Linked DNA regions of Zea mays: region 2 is linked to region 1. A link is a contact called in public Hi-C data. All regions are on one chromosome and are shown on one strand. Each heading gives the region's core, a stretch centred on a gene start, on an enhancer-like site or on the middle of the called end of the contact. The rest is flanking DNA. Distances are from core to core; before and after follow the strand shown.

What was found. A called contact is a pair of places that touch in the nucleus more often than the background predicts.
Region 2: a contact with region 1 is called in a Hi-C map of ear, with 2.6 times the contacts expected there. The contact joins the promoter of LOC100277908 here to the promoter of LOC100273624 in region 1. A contact is called at or near these places in 3 of 25 Hi-C or Micro-C datasets (ear, leaf and tassel).

The regions. Positions count from the first base shown.
Region 1 is chr2:236,789,610-236,795,557 of Zm-B73-REFERENCE-NAM-5.0, forward strand. It overlaps LOC100273624, which reads left to right and starts at 3,564. Exons shown (of 3, transcript NM_001148040.1): 1 at 3,564-3,975; 2 at 4,065-4,290; 3 at 4,377-4,914. The coding sequence starts at 3,685. The coding sequence ends at 4,651. LOC103648189 (a long non-coding RNA gene) reads right to left here and starts at 3,174. Exons shown (of 2, transcript XR_563319.4): 1 at 2,850-3,174; 2 at 2,301-2,634. LOC109944104 (a long non-coding RNA gene) reads right to left here. Exons shown (of 4, transcript XR_002267483.3): 4 at 5,019-5,948.
Region 2 is chr2:237,240,868-237,246,815 of Zm-B73-REFERENCE-NAM-5.0, forward strand. LOC100277908 reads right to left here and starts at 3,574. Exons shown (of 2, transcript NM_001151353.2): 1 at 3,218-3,574; 2 at 417-2,169. The coding sequence starts at 3,431. The coding sequence ends at 929.

The DNA of each region.
Region 1 (5,948 bases), core at 2,314-4,813:
GTGTTGATTATGATGCTACCTTCAGTCCTGTTGTCAAGCCAACCACTATTCGCCTGCTCCTATCTTTGGCGGTTTCTCGTAATTGGTTTATTCGACAAATTGACATCCAAAATGCATTTTTGCATGGTGTTCTTGATGAAGATGTGTACATGAAGCAGCCGCCGGGTTTCGAGGATTCAGCACATCCAAAGTTTTTATGCAAACTTGATAAGTCTCTATACGGCCTTAAACAAGCGCCCCGGGCATGGTTCTCTCGCTTGAGCGGCACCCTGATACAATTGGGATTTCAAGCATCGAAGGCCGATGTCTCTTTATTTATCTTTAACCAAGACGGTCTTCAGATTTATATACTTATTTATGTGGACGATATTATTATTGTTAGCTCCTCATCTTTGGCGACGGACAAGCTTCTCCACCAACTTCGTTGTGAGTTTGCTGTGAAGGATCTTGGTCAGCTCAATTACTTTCTTGGCATTGAGGTGCATCACACTTCTTCGGGGCTGATTTTAACGCAACACAAATATATTCGTGACCTCCTCCTGCGCACAAACATGGATACTTCTAAAGGGGTTTCTACGCCTATGCTGCCTGCTGATAAGCTCTCCCTTCATGATGGTGTTCCTCTATCTCCTGATGATACTACGAAGTACCGAAGTGTTGTTGGTACTCTACAGTATTTGTCCCTTACAAGGCCTGACATCACTTTCTCAGTAAACCGGGTTTGTCAGTTTCTCTCCACACCTACTACATCTCATTGGGCTGCTGTGAAGCGGATTCTACGCTATCTCCACGCTACTATTGATCTTGGACTTTGCTTCACTAAGTCCACATCTTCTCTATTGAGTGCCTTCTCTGATGCTGATTGGGCTGGCAATCCCGATGACCGTCGCAGCACAGGTGGATTCACCATCTTCTTCGGCGAAAATTTGATATCCTGGGCATCTCGAAAACATTCAACGGTTTCTCGCTCTAGTACGGTGGCCGAATACAAAGAAGTTGCAAATGCTACAGCAGAAGTAATTTGGATCCAAGTCCTTCTTCATGAGCTTGGGATTTCTCAGCCTCGGCCTCCTAATTTGTGGTGTGACAACATTGGTGCCACCTATCTTACGGCCAATCCAATTTTTCATCGCCGTATGAAGCATGTTGAAGTTGATTATCACTTTGTTCGTGAACGTGTGGCATCGCGACAACTTGATGTGCGCATCATTTCTTCTAGTGACCAAGTGGCAGATATTATGACCAAGCCTCTAGCAGGACCGGCTTTCTCTAAGATTTGTACCAATCTGAACTTAATTTCATATTGTCCAGATTGAGGGGGGATGTTAAACATAGAAGGTCATGTATATTAGGAATGGGTCATGCGCACTTAAATCCGTTGATTGAGGCTCGGTTGATTGAGGCCTCCTGTAATCTTGGCATGTCAATCACGACATTGCTGCCATGTAATCCACCCTGCTGTACGCGCATATATATACATGCCTATAGCCCCAAGAGGGCAGTGTCTTTTGCACCATTAACAACAGTTATTACTAGCTATACGACCGGTTTTTTATGTCAAGCAATAGTTGTCAGCTGCTCGCTGAAACCTTTGAATTGGCTCCAAATCTTTGGTTGCATGTTCTTTTCCTCGAAAAATACCTGAGCATATTCATGTTGTGCAGCAATGTCATTATCAGGAGCTTGCTCCAGTATGCCAGGAATTTTCTGTTAGAATTCGGCTCCTTTAGCCTATTTATGGCTGGCCCAATTCATTTTATGAAGCTAATATGGTGTGCAGAGATGGCATAGGGGTTTAGAAAGCTAATCGGTGCGTAGATATGGCTTAACTCCTCGCGACGGCACTGGGTGTGCCGTTGTTAACGGCGTGTTGCATTTTATAATCTCGGGTGAATAAGAAGAAGATCAAGATCAGATTTGTGAACACGCATGTGGCTTTATAGTTCTTTCTGCTGAATGCTTGGATGTATCCTATATTCCTTTCGATGGTGATGCTTTTCTTCTCTCAACATGTATGTGAGTCAGCTTTTTTACTTTACATATGCAACTTGATGTTTGTGAACATGCATGCATGCATGTGGCTTTTTAGTTCTGCTGAATATCTTTTGTAGTGGTGAAACTGAACTTAGGCTTCCAGATTTGATATTGGCCAAGCAAAAGTAAAATAGCACCATACTTGGAAAAGTGTGGGTGTGGTGACTCCGTGATGTGGGATTTGGATAAGCGCAAACATCTCATTAATAAATCTTTGTATATGTTTCTATCCAATAGGTAGGCGGTCATGCATTTCACTTTCAGGATTTAATACGGACTAATTACGTGTAGGATGAATGTGATGTATAAATGTTCAGGCAACTCGCAAAGGATTATCTATCATCCAAATAAGCACGCTTACCAGATAACACTATTCATCTAAACTGCTCAAGGTCAGGATAGAGACCCAAAAGTGCATAAACTTGTTCTTCACTACAAAGTTCTGTTATTCCTTCCATTTCATTTTCTTCTTGAATTTATATCGAATCCCAATCTACTAGTGGAGGTGCTTGCACTAGTAATAATGTAACTGATGAGTGTATTGTGTGGCCGTGATTCAAACTCCAATCCGCCTCGACTGGCTCGTCCCGTCCATGGCTGCTACAGAAATAAAAAAACAGTGGACATGATAAAAAGGAATCATTCATATTTAATATTGTCTTATCTCTAAGTAACTCATATGTAACAGATCGTAGTTACAGTACAGGTTCTAGAAAAAGAACAAATAAATCACATGTGACGAGCATGATACAAAGATTATTAAAGGTTCCCGAAAATTTGATAAGCACTGTTAACTCTTGAATTTCTCATAATACCTGTAAATTTGTAGGCACGAGCAACGTGATCGAACTGATACAAACTGCAGCGAGCACGCGAGGCTACTGGCAACCTGATCGAACCTGATACAGACGACGAGGATACGGCTACTGGTGATGTCGACGAGCGAGGTTGCATACAACAGTTTTTTTAGCCTTTGTTTGAAGGAACCGGCCTGCGTGCGTGTGATAAGCTTCAGGCGAGCAGAACAGCCATAGCGCTGAACAAGGTCTCTGTGTGGTTCCAAGCCATTTCTGCAGTCACAGAACAGCCTTTTTTTTTGTGGTGGTGGTGAGGTGAGGTATGATCATGGAAAATTGTAATACGCTGCTGCTGCTAACGACAGCTAGCATTGGAGTATCGTTGAATGCCTGCTGGAGATCTATATAATACTAGCAAGTAGCAACCAGACTATCAGTATCACGCTGCATGTGCCAGTCAGAGAAATATAATACTACTAGCAAACGATGTCGATATGACAGTGATCGGCTAGTAGAGAAAGAAACAAGAAAGGGGCCAGACCACAAGTGATGGGGCAGAGTTTGAACATCCCAGAAGCAAACGATTCGGCAGGAGATTAGTCATGGGCGCCAAACGATCGGCATGGAATGATGCCCCAGTCACGATCGATCACGGCATGAACGCGCATCCGATGGCCGTTTTGCGACTAAACAATAGGGGGCAGTGGTTGGACTTGGAGGAGAGGAACACGTACAAATATGGGCAGGCACTAGCTAGCTAGGCTGCAAAGAGCCAAAGACTGCCGGCACCGCTGCTAGCTTGCTAGCATACTTCCCCTACACGCGCGCGCAACCGCAAGCAGTCGATCGTCGCATGGCGCCAGGAGGCAGCGGCGAGCGGTGGAGCCTGGCCGGCGCGACAGCGCTGGTCACCGGTGGCAGCAAGGGGATCGGGCAAGCCGTCGTGGAGGAGCTGGCCAGGCTCGGCGCGCGCGTGCACACGTGCGCCCGCAGCGCGGCGGACCTGGAGGAGTGCCGCCGGCGGTGGGCCGAGAAGGGGCTCCGCGTCACCGTCTCCGTGTGCGACGTCGCCGTGCGCGCCGACCGGGAGAGGCTCGTCCTGGACACGGTCAGCGCGGCCTTCGACGGCAAGCTCGATATCCTGGTAAGCTAGCTAGAAATTAAGGTGGAACCATATCATGCGTGTACATATCGACCGTCGGCCAATCGGTGTGTCGTCTGTGCCGTGTACAGGTCAACAACGCTGCGCTGCTGCTGCTCAAGCCGGCGGCGGAGTGGGCGGCGGAGGACTACGCGCGGATCATGGCGACCAACCTGGAGTCGTGCTTGCACATCTCCCAGCTCGCGCACCCGCTGCTCCTCAACGCCTCCGTCGCCGGAGGGGCGAGCATCGTCAACGTCTCCTCCATCGCCAGCGTCCTTGGCTTCCCGCAGGAAGTTATGTACAGCGTCACCAAAGGTACACAATATATAGTTTTTTTTATTTAATATATCTTGGATCGTCCTTGCATCCATCCATGATCATCGATCGATCATCTCTTGCAGGAGGACTGAATCAGATGACGAGAAGTCTAGCTGTGGAGTGGGCCTGCGATAGGATCCGTGTGAACTGCGTCGCGCCGGGCGTGATCATGACGGACATGGGTAAAGAGCTACCGGCGGCGTTGGTGGAGCAGGAGCGGTCACGCATCCCGCTGCGGCGGACCGGCGAGCCGGAGGAGGTGGCGTCCCTGGTGTCGTTCCTCTGCATGCCGGCGGCGTCCTACGTCACCGGGCAGGTCATCTTCGTCGACGGCGGCCGGACCATTAGTGGCGCCTGATCGACGACGACGGCCAGCTATATATTCTCTATTCTACTGTATTTGAATTTGTTTTCGTTCTTGATCGGCCATGTATCACCGTCAGACGTCAGCGGCAATAATCCGGCCGCCGTCAGCTAGCGCCATGCAAGCTGCCCGATCATGCAAGGTGCAGACACTGTCGTTGCCTGCAGTTCTGTTCCTTTTTCTACTATGGTTTCTTGTATTCACTGCCCACTGGTGATGTTTCTGTGATAACGACTTCGACAGAGGGGATACATTTTAAAATCCTTGTGCTAATCAGTTTTTGTGCACATCAGAGTTTTTTTAGAACAGAAAATGTGTCTATGATATGGATATAACTTTTGTAAACAGAGAGAAGCGACCACAAATCTCTCCTCTTGAGAGAGAGAGAGAAGAGACTTCATTCGAATTTCCAATAAATTAGACAAGTTCGGACACACAAGTAAACACACGTGTTAGCGCGGATCTAGGCGCCAAACACTAGAACGAATCACCTGACGATGCTTTCTGCGGAGACGTAGACGGTCCGCGACCTGGCGCAGGAGCGTCTACTCCTCTGCGTACGTCCGGACAGTCCACGCATAGGGCTCAGACGGTCCACGATGGCGCAAAGAGCCGTCTTCTTCTTCGCAGCAGACTTAAATCTCGCATTCCGGGAGAGACACCATCGAGGATGAGAGATTGTGTCTTGGCGTCAATTGGTTATCCAGGCTTTGAGTAATATTGAGATGATGACATATTGGAAGTAAAAGTTTCAGGATTATTTCAAACACTTCACTTTATAGTTCACCTTTGCAGCGATGCTACTATTAAGGACTAGTTCACCTTTGCAGCGACCCTACTAAGTATCCGTTGTCATCCCTACTAAATCCCCTTACAGTTAAAACCGGTAACGAAACTATTAAAGTTTAGTTTGGGAACTTCATTTTCTCATAAGATTCCTATTTTCCTAAGGAAAAATAAACTAATTTCCCTTGAAAAAATGGAAAAACTCTTAGGAAAATGATGTTTCCAATCTAACTCTAACATGGCTTCTTTTCCTTGATTTCGGTACCAATTCTTAGAAAACCGGTACTAAAATTAAGGGACAGAAGCCCGGTTCTTCAGTAGTGTACCATTCATGCAATGAAAAAATTGTTGCAACATATACAATATGTTTACGGGATAAGCCTTATCGGCGTTAATAACTGTTGCTTCTAGGTGTACCACTTCTCTCAAGATTTAGCTTGTGTGTGTTTTTTTTTCTTCTTCTCAATCTGTTGACTCTGCGCTCATTGAACCACCCGGTAGACAA
Region 2 (5,948 bases), core at 2,324-4,823, 450 kb after region 1:
CTCGCGTCCTGGCAAGAACCATGGAGGAGGAGATCTCTTCGGCTGCAAACTGCTGCTCCACGCCCTTGTATCGAACAACAATCATAGGCTTGTCGTCAGGTCCAGGAATGACCCTGAAGGGCCAGTGCTTAATGCCACTTTGTACAGGAGCGTCACTAAGAGCGTGTTTGGTGGGCTGGCTCCGGCGCCACACCGCGCCACACTCTGGCTGCCGCGGGTGTGGCGCCCAAATCGGCCGCCGCGGGTGCGGCGCGCTGCGGCGCCTGTCCAAACAGGCCCTAAATCTTCTCCCAATCTTCTCCCAATGAGCCGCTTGGAATCTGCATCAGCAGGGTTTAGATGCATGTAACTGCAATAATATTTTTTACTTCACATGTATGGTATAAGAATCTGCATCAGCAGGGTTAGATGCCTGTAACTGCAATGATATTTTTACTTCACATGTATGGTATAAAGACACCAATGACGTACACACTTATGCTTTGATCATAGACACATAGATGTATTAAACAGTTTACAACCTCCAAATAAAATGCTCAATTTACAAGGCAACCACCAAGCTTGGCAAGTAAAATAAGACATCGGCTGTCTAAACAAACACCAGTACTATATGCCTTGACCTTGGAGACGATCAATCCTATGAAAGGACATAAAACTGTCTAGTTCGTGTAGTTATTGATCAGATAATTAACGCTTTAAACGAAACCTCTTTGTGATGACTTTTTTCATCTTCTGGCCAGTGGTTTTGTCCTCAGCGGAGACATTCAGGATACCGTTAATGTCGACATCGAAGCAAACAGTGATCTGAGGAACGCCGCTAGGTGCGGGAAGAAGGGAAAACTCAAACTCACCCAACAGGTGGTTGTCACGAGTAATAGACCCCTCACCCTCGTACACTCGGATTCGGATACAAGGCTGGTTGTCGGAGTCAGTCGATAAGACCCTCTCCTTTTTGGTTGGAATGGTGGTATTCCTTGGAATCATCAAGGGGCGTGTTCGGTTGGCTGCAAGCCGACACTGTTGCAGCTGTTTGGACTGCTGCAGCTGCAATCCATAGAGAGAAAAATACTGTAGAAGCCGCAGCCGCAGCCGGATTGCAGCCGCAGCAAGCCGCAGCGAACAAGCTGAAGAAGGTCATGAGGCCCCCATCCGTCTCCAAACCAAGAGAAAGAGGGGTAGCATCCAACAGGAGATAATTCTGGATCTCATAGCCACCCTCTCGGCTCAAGATAGCAGCCTGCATAGTAGCTCCGTAGGCAACAGCTTCATCGGGGTTGATGCTGTTGCAAAGCTCCTTCCCATCAAAGAGCTCCTGAAGAAGCTGCTGGATCTTTGGAATTCTAGAGGAACCACCAACAAGGACGACATCATGAATTGAACGTACATAACTCGCATCACTGAGGCAGTCCTCCACAATCGCCATACACTTTCTGAAGAGATCCATGTTGAGCTCCTCAAACCTGGCACGGGTGATGGCTGAGTAGAAGTCGATGTCCTCATACAAGCAATCAATCTCAATGCTCGCCTCTAAATAGGAGGAGAGGGTCCTCTTCGCTCTCTCGCAGGCTGTCCTTAGCCTCCTGAGAGCCCTAGGGTTGCCGCTAATGTCCTTCTTCTTCTTTCTCTTGAATTCCTCGACAAAGTGGTTTACCATCCTGTTGTCGAAGTCCTCACCTCCAAGGTGAGCAGCACCAGCTGTGGCCCTGACCTCAAAGATACCCTGTTCAATTGCGAGAACAGAGACATCAAAGGTACCACCTCCAAGATCAAACACGAGAACGTCATATTCACCCATAATCTGGGCAGCCTTCCTATTAAGACCATAAGCCAAGGCAGCAGCAGTGGGCTCAGGGATGATGCGTATAACATTAAGATTTGCAAGCACTCCTGCATTCCATGTGGCCTGTCTCTGCAAGTCGGTAGAGCAGGCAGGAACAGTGACAACAGCATCCTTGACTGTGGTGCCAAGATAGGCTTCAGCAATCTCCCGCATTTTGACGAGGACCATCGAGGAGATTTCTTCAGCTGCAAACTGCTGCTCCACACCCCTGTATTGAACAACTATCATAGGCTTGTCATCAGGTCCAGGAATGACCTTGAAGGGCCAGTGCTTAATGTCACTCTGTACAGAAGCATCGCTAAATCTTCTACCAATGAGCCGCTTGGAATCTGCAGCAGAAGCCAGAAGGATTAGATGTCAGTATGCAGCTGCAGTACTACTTTTACTCATACAACGGTGCTTGTAGTAAATAGAGAACATCACCAATACAAATTAACCACCCAAACTTGAGTGGAGGTTCCTAAATTTTATGCCAATAAAAACCATTTAAAACTTCCTCCATTTAAAAAATGCAGGTTATAATTAGATTTTGGAAAGTCAATCACTATAGGTTTTGCCCATTAACAGTCGATTGTCTTGATATACAGAAGATATAACAATAAATTTGTTTGTCAGATGCTTTTTAGTTGGATGTTGGTTTCCTGTTCCCCATCCTTTCTACATCAGCTTGTAGTCAAGAAACAAATTTTTTTTTAAAAAAAAAGAAGAAGACAAAGCTGTGTAGAGGGGAGATCAGATCAGAATCTAGTCGTGGTCATCTCGTGGTCGTGGGGACAAAGCATCATCATTTGTTCCTTGAAATAATTAATTCTCTTATTTATCAGTAGCTAAGATAAGAGAAAAGTTTTCTTTGGCAGGCCCCTACTTTTTAACATAAGCAGCTTTCCTACTGGTTTGTTTTGATATAAAGGAGAGAAAAAAGTGCCAGATCATGACAAACCCATGAACAACATTACTGTTTCAGCATAAAAACATAAGGCCACAAAGCTATTGCTAAATGATCTAATTAACAGACCGATTATTGCTAAGGAAACCTAATTCGGATTAGCCATAGTAAACTCAACTCATTGACCAGGAGCCAGAGTAAATCGATCAGAGCAAGGTATCCAGTATCTATCCAATGATCTAAGTTGCCGAAGCGACAGAGACCAAAAGCGCCTAATCCAACAGGCAGCTGCCCAAAACCGAACCGCTGTAAGCCTAATCAGAATCGACAGATCTATAGGCACCGCCACTCTCATCAGATCCACGGATCTAATTCAAGAAGGAGCAAAAACAGGTTAGTGGTCGTACTAGTCAGGAGGGATGGGGAGATCTGAGAGGAGGGAGTTGACTTTGGTAAAGAACTGATAAGTGAGAGCAGCAATCGGCACCCACCGAAGATTGTGTTGCTGGGGTTCATTTCGGCCTGGTTCTTGGCAGCATCCCCCACGAGGAGCCTGGAGCCGGTGAAGGCAACGTACGATGGGGTGGTTCGGTTGCCTTGGTCATTGGCGATGACCTCGACGCCCCCATTCTGCCAGACCCCGACGCAGGAGTAAGTCGTGCCCAGATCGATCCCGATGGCAAGACCGCGCCGCTCGCCGGCCATCTTACTTGACTTGCTCAGCGCGCTACAGGAGGGGGCGGCCGGCCGGCCGGCGAAGCAGCCGCCGCCGCTGTAGCCTTGTGGCAGGCCAGCAGAGAAGTGGAACTGTCCAAGAGGAAAGCGTTAGCGAGATGACCGCCGTGATTGCTCCTGTGAGCAAGGAAAACACACCAACATTATACTTGTTCTTGTCTTTTGTTCTGAATTAATAAATCATGGATCATTAAATAATCCTATTCGTACCGGAACTCACAATTCGTATGTGTAATCGCGTTCGAAAAGAAAATAACTCATAAAAATCTGTTTTTAAGAGAATCCCAAAAAAATATTATGAGTAGATTTTAGTCCTTTCTTCAATATTAGAGGACATATCCAATGTACATGGTGCACATATTAAATCATCACTATCTATCTCAGATCTAACGTATCTGGTTGATCATTATAATTTACAAATAACATCTTCCACCACTACAGCCCACCACGTCGGAGGGTGCCTTAGCAAATATATCAAATAACTACAGACGTTAGATTTAAAATGAGTGGTAATAATTTAATATGTGCATCATGTACACTAAAATTCTATGTGCATTAGATACATTCTCTTCTTCTTCAATAGTTCCCTTATAAATGGATCAAAATATTTTACACTAGACCAAGTTAATCTTGGGCTCACATGATATGTTTTCACAAGTGCATTTTCTTCTTCTATCGTATCTGTCCAGCAACCGAACCTACGTCGTCATCAAAGATCACTGACGGTACGAGGAAGGGTGTATCTGGCGAGAGAGGACCAACGACTAGAGATGGCCAAATGGGTGGCCCGCGCCCGATGAAGCCTGACCCATTTTGGGCCCGGCCTGACAGGCACGGTTAGAAAACCGGTCCGGACCGTCTAAGCCCACGGGCTCGATTTTCTGTCCGAGTCCGGCCCGCAGCGGGTCTAAACGGGCCGGTCCGACCCGTTTAGCACGAAAAAAACGGGCTAAACGAGCCGGTAAGCACGTTTTAGTACAAAAAAACGGGCTTAACGGGCTAAAGGGTAAACGGGTCGTGTCGTGCTTGCCTACTGTGCCTAGTTTCCTGTCCGAGCTCGGCCCACTTATTCGTATCGGGCTCGGACCGTGCCCAAACAGCGGGCTTCGTGCCGGGCTCGCGGGCCTCGTGCTTATTGGCCATCTATAACAACGACAGGACCAAGCGACAGCAAAGACCCAGCTGGCGATGGAGGTCTAGTATCAGACTATTAGGTCATACGCTGGCTAATGCCGGATAGTGGAAAAGCATTGGCAGCGGCAGATAGGGATGAAAACGGGACGGGAAATTCTTATACCGTCCCGTTTCGAATACTGTTTTTCCCCGATCATTTTCGAATTGTTCAGGAACCGATTAGAAACGGTACGAAAACGATTTAGCTAGTTTTTCAATCGTTTTCGTATTTTTCGTTTCCGAGTCGTGCTAATACCGTTTTTCTACCGTTTTATATAATATGAGATAGGTCTAGTATATAATTTATTTAAGTTATAGACTTTTGTTGTATTCAAGTGAATGAATACGCGAAAAGCAAATGTTATAATTACTCTAACTAATATGAATGATGAAAAAGAGTTGTTTGTGTATTTCTAAATCTTAAAAATTAGACAATACATCACTTTATTATGTTTTTGATAAAACTACAAAATAGTTATCTTTTCGGCTATAGTTTATCGTTTTCGAATAACCGACACTTTCAATCCCGTATTTCGACCGTTGGTTTTCGTTTTTGTTTTCGTCTCGACAAAAATAATGAAAACAAAAACAATTTAGCTGTTTTTTCGATCGTTTTCATCCTTAACGGCAGATGGCGAAGTTGCGTGACGGCGAGGACGTGCGGGACGGTGGTGAATGGCGAGGTTGCGCGAGCAGTGGTGGACTGTGAGGTCATGTGATCGCAGCGGCGGACAACTCGACAACGGTTACAAACGAGGAAGAATTTGAGCGCTACGCGAGTAGATAAGCCACAAACGGACGCACAAAGTGATAAAAAAAGAAAATCAGCTCGATTTCGTGCGTCTGTGTTCCTAAGGAGCCAAAAAAACCTTTTCGAGCTACAAACGAGGGTGTTTCAAGGGCTATAAAAAAGTTGGGGCATTTTAGAAGAACCATTAGAGACAAGTTTTTTTGTGTTTATTTTTTCTAAAAAGACTTTATTTAGGGGAGACTTTTATGAAAAAAATCGGTCTGTACCGAGTCTAGCTCGACATCGCCGTCAACAAGGGCCTCCTTTTCCCCAACGACGGACTACCTTGATGGAGCCTTCCCGTGGTGGCCTTCTCGTCGGTTTCATCTCCCTCTTGGCGGATCCTCTCGACATCACTTCGAGTGGTTAGACTCTAAATGAAGTATCGGGCTCTAATACTAATTGAAAATCGCCTAGAGGGGGTGGATAGACGAAATCTAAAAATTATAAACTTAAGCACACACTACAAGCCGGGGTTAGGGTTAAAACGAATATTAAGTCCAGGGAAGAGATGAAAACAAATC